Regions from separate parts of the Mus musculus genome. Here region 1 is linked to region 2. The links are chromatin contacts, called in public promoter capture Hi-C maps. All regions are on one chromosome and are shown on one strand. The core of a region is the stretch at or near the end of the contact, and the rest is flanking DNA. Distances in the headings are between cores, read along the strand shown.

Evidence for each region. Promoter capture Hi-C pulls out the DNA fragments that hold promoters and counts their contacts.
Region 1: a contact with region 2 is called in a promoter capture Hi-C map of macrophages, with 6 read pairs. The contact joins the promoter of Tmed1 here to the enhancer-like site in region 2. A contact is called at or near these places in 2 of 39 promoter capture datasets (the C10 cell line and macrophages), 1 of 15 datasets of contacts at CTCF or cohesin (CD8 T cells), 3 of 484 Hi-C or Micro-C datasets (Th1 cells, bone marrow-derived macrophages and muscle stem cells), 5 of 115 datasets of contacts at active chromatin or transcription factors (bone marrow-derived macrophages, effector CD8 T cells, embryonic stem cells and 1 more) and 3 of 9 other capture datasets (adipose tissue, liver and pancreatic islet).

Annotation. Positions count from the first base shown.
Region 1 is chr9:21,508,521-21,511,808 of GRCm38.p6, forward strand. It overlaps Tmed1 (transmembrane p24 trafficking protein 1), which reads right to left and starts at 1,714. Exons shown (of 4, transcript NM_010744.4): 1 at 1,474-1,714; 2 at 734-831; 3 at 411-594. The coding sequence starts at 1,656.
Region 2 is chr9:21,451,312-21,454,732 of GRCm38.p6, forward strand. All of the region lies in intron 1 of Dnm2 (dynamin 2), which reads left to right. Among named protein-coding and RNA genes, the nearest start is that of Gm46104, 13 kb to the right of the region's middle. Within about 2 kb of position 1,885, at least 100 of the 459 cell types and tissues checked have an H3K27ac peak or open chromatin away from gene starts, as enhancers often do. A contact at or near this core is called in adipose tissue, bone marrow-derived macrophages, macrophages and 3 more, where this site is marked.

The DNA.
Region 1 (3,288 bases), core at 464-2,963, 57 kb after region 2:
TGTTTTTTTTTTTGTTTTTTGGGTGGGTGTGAGACTTTTCTTTTTAAGAGGGATTGGGGCACACGTGCATGGCAGACGACCCCAGGTAGCCAGGCTTGGTGCAGTTGCCTTTGCCTATCAAGCCACTTCACCAAACTCTGCTAGTCTGTGCAAGCCAAGGATGACCTTGAACTTGTGATCCTCAGGACCAAGAGAACCATACCCAGTGTGTGCAGTGCTGGGTGTGGGGGCTCAGCTGTGGGAGCGTCCTAGGTAAGTGCTCTGCCAACTCAATTATTCCCGGCCCTTTCTGTTGGTTTTGTGAGACGGGAGCTTGCTATGTAAATAAGGTTGGTCTTGAACTCACTGGCATCCTGCCTCAGCCTCCTCAGAACTGGGATTCTAAGCATGCACCATCATACCCAGCTCACCTTGATGTCTTCCATTTTGACATCAAGCATCTCTTCTGGCTCCACAGCCTCCGCCCAACCTTCTACCTCCTCCTCATCTTGGAAGCTGTCAAAGATGAGCTCAAAGAACACAAGCTTTTCTGAGATGGTGCTGAAGGAGTTGTCAAAGCACAGCCTGTAGTCTCCGGCCTCAGTAGGCTCCACCCTGGGCAGACAGATGAGACATAGACGTGACCCTGGAGTGACCAGCCAGCTGGTCTGTGGAACCAGTAGGATGGTAACCTGAGGCCACTGGGGAGCTGCAGGGCTGTAACTGAACCAAGGCAGGGCAGGACTTCACTCACGTGTGTACCCCATCAGCCTTTCGAGACTCACTGACCAACAGCACACCCTGAGGGCTCTCCAAGGTGAAGTCCACGTCCAGCCCAGCACCTCCGATCACCTGAAGAGCAGGTAAGAATTGGGGAACTGGCAGCTTTGTGCAAGCCTATCTGCCACAGAAAGCCTGGGTTAAACCGAACCGGGAAAGACCCATGTAAGATCACCAAGAACCTATCTTTAAGAAGAAAAAAGAACAACCACAAATCCCAGGTATTTGCTTGAGATAGAGGAGTAGCGCCTGTGGAGGGAGATTAGTCAGAGCTGCACTTCTACCATAGAGTTAGGAAACTCGGGTCGTCGTAGTTTAGCAGCAAGCGGTTTTTGTTTTGTTTTGTTTTGTTTTAACCCAGCAAGCTATTTGGATTCCCCCAAGGGCCTATCTGAAGACCAACATCCATCCACACCTACAAGGTTTCTTCCCAGTCCCTAAGATGGATACATCCACGTGAGGTCTTTTATCAACCACCCTGCCAACGCCCTTGAGTAGTCTAAGGTGGCTGTCTACCTGACCGCTAACTTAATCGTAACCTACCCAACAGCCGCCAGGAACTTCCCTAGAACCCAACCCAAAGAGCTCTGAGCAGAGCATGCCCCTTCTCTGCAAGACTATTAGCGTTCTGGCCACACCTCTGCCCCGCCCCTCCCGCCTGTTGGCCACGCCCCCAGCCCTGCTCTATTCCGAGCCCGGGACCCCCTCTCTCACCTGGTACTCGGTCTCAAGACTAGCATTGGCCGGTGCGGACTGATAGAAACACTGCTTTCTCCCGGCGGGAAGCAGAAATGTGAACTCGCCGTCCTGGATAGGCGGCGGCCCTGCCTCTCCCACTCCTACTGCTGGCAGGAGTAGCCACAGGGCCAGTGCTACGGCCGCGCCGGCCGCCATCATCCGGGTCACCCTCTACTCACGGGGCGTGGACCCTTTAAGGATTTGTCCTGCCCACCTCTTATTTCGGCAAAGCTCATTGGCTTCGGCTTCTGTTCGACCCCAAAGCCGCGGAATGCTGACTGAAGGGCCCCAGGATGGGGAGCTGCCCTGGTAATTGCCTAATCTGCTAGAAAGCATACTAACGCTACTGCGAACTTCGTGAAACCTACCCAAGTCTGATATCAACCACTGCATTTGGTGGGGGCACTGACAAATCTAAAAATGGTGAAGCACTTCTTTACAGGCAACAATTAAGATGACTAAACGGGGAGGTTTGCAGGTCCTCCCTTGGCACCGCCCGCTCTCTGCCTTCCCCAATTCAAGGTGCTTTTGCCCATTGGTCAATCAAGTGTAGGCGTAGCCCTCCGAGGACGGCGGCTTTGTTGGATTCTGATCTCAACTTGTGTGACGGGTGCGACAGGCAGATATGCCAGGTGCTAGTATTCCAATATTGGAGTTCTGGCGATGTTAGTTCAGTGAGCATGGCCTCCCCCGACTGCTTTTCCTTTACACCTTATACCATCCCTAAGGGGGTGGTGGAATGTTTGTTGGTGAGTAGAATACTGCCTCAGCCTGCGTACAATACATCTCAAACCTTTGGGTCAGCAGGTCCACGTGCATCTGTGCTGACACATGCAGTATTCCAGTACTTGAAAGGCTGAGTCGGGAGGTGGAAGGAGTTCGAGGCCATCCTCTCGAACTGGTATGGAACTACATAGTTCCAGACCAGCAAAAAAATCAAGGAATCTATTTTGGGCTTTGAATGGCTCAGAGAACACAGGCGCTTGCTGCTAAACCTAATGACCTTAGTTTAATCCCCATGTGCTACGATAGTGGAAGGTCAGAATTGACTCCTGCAATTGTCCTCTGACCTACACACACACACACACACACACAACACTGTGTGCTTAGCTCTTGTTCACTTGACAAAATAATCTGGCAAGTTGAGTGTCACTTGAGGAATTGCCTGTTGGGCATTTTCAACGTTGCTGGAAGACCCAGCCCACTGTAGATGGTACCTTTCCTAGACAGGTGGGGATGAGCTATATAAGAAAAGTAGCTTGAGCCGGGCGTGGTGGCGCACGCCTTTAATCCCAGCACGCAGGAGGCAGAGACGGGTGGATTTCTGAGTTCGAGGCCAGCCTGGTCTACAGAGTGAGTGCCAGGACATAGGACAGCCAGGGATACACAGAGAAACCCTGTCTCGGGGAAAAAAAAAAAAAAAGAAAGAGAAACCTCAAAAGAATAAAGGTAATTTACAGCAACCAACATCAGCCTAAACAGAACTCAGAACATTTCCACAATCAGGAATAAAACAAGGTGTCCACTCCCCATATCTGCTTAATATAGTACTTGAAGTACTTGAAGTCCTTTTATTTTTTTTTTTTAAACAGTTTCTCTTTGTAGCCCTGGCTATCCTGGAACTCTAGACCAGGCTGGCCTTGAACTCATGGAAATCTGCCTGCCTCTCTCTCCCAAGTACTGGAATTAAAAGCATGTGCCACCACCTCTCAGTAGTCCTTGATGTCTTAGCTAGAGTAAAAAGATACCAGAGGGCTGGTGAGATGGCTCAGTGGTTAAGAGCACTGACTG
Region 2 (3,421 bases), core at 635-3,134:
TTAAAAAAGAAAGAAAGAAAGAAAGAAAGAAAGAAAGAAAGAAAGAAAGAAAGAAAGAAAGAAAGAAAGAAAGAAAGCAAGCAAGCTGCGGGAGCTAGAGGTGGCCCAACTGACCAGATTGTCCAGGAACGTTCTAGAAGTAATCCAGTTCTGGATTACATCTGGGCCTTGAGGAGTTCTGGAGTCACAGCCACCAAGACACTCTAGCTATTTCCTGTCCTTGTTCCCCGCCCAGGCTGGCTCTCGGATGTGACTGTGAGCAGGTGGCACTAGGCCTGAGTGCCAAGGGTGGGACTGATTTGGGTCCTGCCGGATTCCTGGCTAGGGAGGGACTGCTGGGCAGAAGCTGGGTGGTACGTGGTAAGCAGCGCCAGAACTGAACTCACATGGCCAGGCAGGTGCCGGGTTGCCACTACCACCACCTGAGCTTCAGTGTCCTTGTCTGTGAAATGGCAGAGTCAGTCCTTCATCCCACCTGTTTTGTTCCCAATTCTGGGTCAGTAGAAGGGGAGATTGGGGAGAGCAGGCTTGGTCCTGCCATGATGTGGCCGCTGCTGGGATAGAAGCATGGTGTAGGGACAGACAGGTAGGGAGGAAGAGGCTTAAGGGGCTTACAGTCAGATTTGGCCTGTAATGGGGGAAGACTGAGCCTGTGTGGGCAGGCAGGGATGGCGTTGATAGGAGCAGGCTGTGCGTGCAGAGTTTAGCAGGCAACAGGAAGGCTTCACCCTGTCACTTGAGAAGAGACACACCCACCTTCACCAGAGGCCCTGGTCAGTTTGCCAGAGATAGCAGGTGGAGCTTATGCGGCATGACCTCTAATCTCATGGCTTCAGGCTCCGAGGTCTCCGGAATTACGGAGACGGGGAAGGGTCTCCACGCAGGACCTTTACCTACATCCTGCCAGGTTTCTCAAGCAATGGCTGACTCATCCTTCCTTGCTTCTGTTTGGCTTCCCTCCCTGGAGGCCTGGAGACCCACCTCCAGCTGTTGGTTCACATAGCTGTCTCTACCTTCTCCACTCTCTCTGTACAGAAAAAAATAAACAGACCTGGGTTTTGGATCAGCCGTTGTGCTACCTCTTTTTTGTCCCCTCCCAGGAGCCCTTTTCATCCTCCAAGGGGCCTAAGGCTTAGAGCCCTAGAGGCTCTGAGGAGGAAAAGCTGTTTACAATGGTCCCTGTCACTAGTCCTGTGAACGGGGATGTCCTCCTATGCCATAACTGAGCCACTGCCCAGAGAGGGCCTGATAAAGAGCCCTCTCTGGGCAGTGGCTCAGATGCCTTCTGTCTCTTCAATAACATTGAATCCTAGCAGCCGACACTGATTTATAAGGCACTGTTCAAGCTGCTGGTGACTTGACCAAATGCAGGAGCTCTGATCTGTTACAGAACCAACTACCATCTGTCTGAGGCTGAACTAGCAGGAGTGGGAAGGAAGGAAGGATAGGCTCTCAATACAGCCTCTGACTATTACTAGGTGGGCAGTCCCCTAGGGAAGGGTGGCTTGGCAGAAACCCCTGCAAAGGTCAATGGTTTGTGGCGAGAGCCACTAGTGAACCTAGATAGTCTGGAGACCCGGACTGTATTGGTCCAGCTCTGAGTGGACACAAGACCTTTGTAGAAAAGCTTTCTGAATATCTGTGTTGGGGAAGGGGTATTTGTGTGTGTGACTTATTAACATACTGGCCTAGCATTCGTGTAAAGCCTCAAGTCCATCAGCACTACATAAACATGGTGATGCACATGTGTAATCCTGGCACTTGGGAAGTAGAGACCGGGAAGGTTAGGAGTTACAAACCATCCTCTGCTCCATAGGGTTTGAGGCCAGCCTGGGCTGCATGAGTCACTCTGCCAAAGAAAAAAGGGAAGGAAACAGAAGGAGGCAGCTCCTTTTCGGAATGAGAAATGATGCAACACTTTACACTTAACTGACCACCTACCATGTGCTGTCCCTGTACCAGGCCTAGAGAAATGATCTTACGTTTACGTATCGAGGTGTGGATGTCTTTGAGCCAGAGTTCTCGACATCCCCCACAAATTTGTTGCCATCCCTCACAGTTGGCAGAGTTTTACTAACCAGGAAACCCAGACCTGAGAGAGAAGGAAGCAGACCCACGTCGCATAGCACAGAACTGGCTAAGTGGGACTAGAACGTTAGGGCAGCCAGGACACACAGGAAAGGTCATAGCAACAGCTAAGAAAAGTACTCAGGCCTGTGGAGGCAGGTGGCCTGGGGAAGGAAGAACTAGATAGCTGGAGGCTATTGCTGCTGCCAGCTAAGGACAGTTGGCATTTGTAGGAGAGCTGTCTGGGAAGCCATAGTGTGTGCTCTGCTGCACTGCCCAGGAAATACTCTTTAAAAAAAAAGAAGAAGAAGAAGGGCTGGAGAGATGGCTCAGCAGTTAAGAGCACTGACTGCTCTTCCAGAGGTCCTGAGTTCAATTCCCAACAACCACATGGTGACATGCAACCATCTGCACTGGGATTCGATGCACTCTTCTAGTGTGTGTCTGAAGACAGCTGCATTGTACTCATATAAATAAAAAAATAAACACATCCTTAAAAAAAGAATTTTTTATTTTATGTATGAAAGTGTTTTGCCTGTGTGTGTGTGTGTGTGTGTGTGTTTATGTATCATGCCTGGTGCTTGAGATCAGAAGGTGATGGATTCCCTAAGTTAGAGATGGCTGTTAGTCACCATGTTGGGTGCTGGGAATTGAACCTGGGTCCTCTGGAAGAGCAACTAGTGCTCTTAACTGCTGAGCCATTGCTCCAACTACACACACACACACACACACACACACACACACACACCCCACCCTTTTAAAAATAGATTTCTTTTTATTTATGTGTATGAGTGCTATATCTGTAGGATGCCAGAAGAGAGAATCAGACCCCATTATATATGGTTGTGAGCCACCATGTGGTTGCTGGGAATTGAACTCAGACTCAGGACCTCTGGAAGAGCAGCCAGTGTTCTTAACGGCTGAGCCATCTCTCTAGCCTCTTCTCTTCTCTTTTCTCTCTCATTTCCTTTCCTTTTCTTTTCCTTTCTTTTCTATGAAAAACACGCACACACACTTTTTTTTTAGACTAAGCTGGCCTTGAATTTAAAGAGATCTGCCTGCCTCTGCCTCCCAGTTGCTGGGATTAAAGGTGTGCACTGCCACCCCCCACCTGTATCAGACACCCATTTTTTTAAAACAGGAGAAAGAAAATGTTAGATTTTTATTTTACCTATCTTATCTAGATGTCTAGTGTGTGTGTGTGTGTGTGTGTGTGTGTGTGTGTGTGTGTGTGTAGAGGGATAGTCTTGGCATGGAAGCAGTGGAGTCTAAAGGACAACTTTCCAGAGCTCTGTCCTTCTTCTTTGTGAAACTTAAGTCTTCAAACTTGGCAGCAGATGCCTTTACCCCCTTA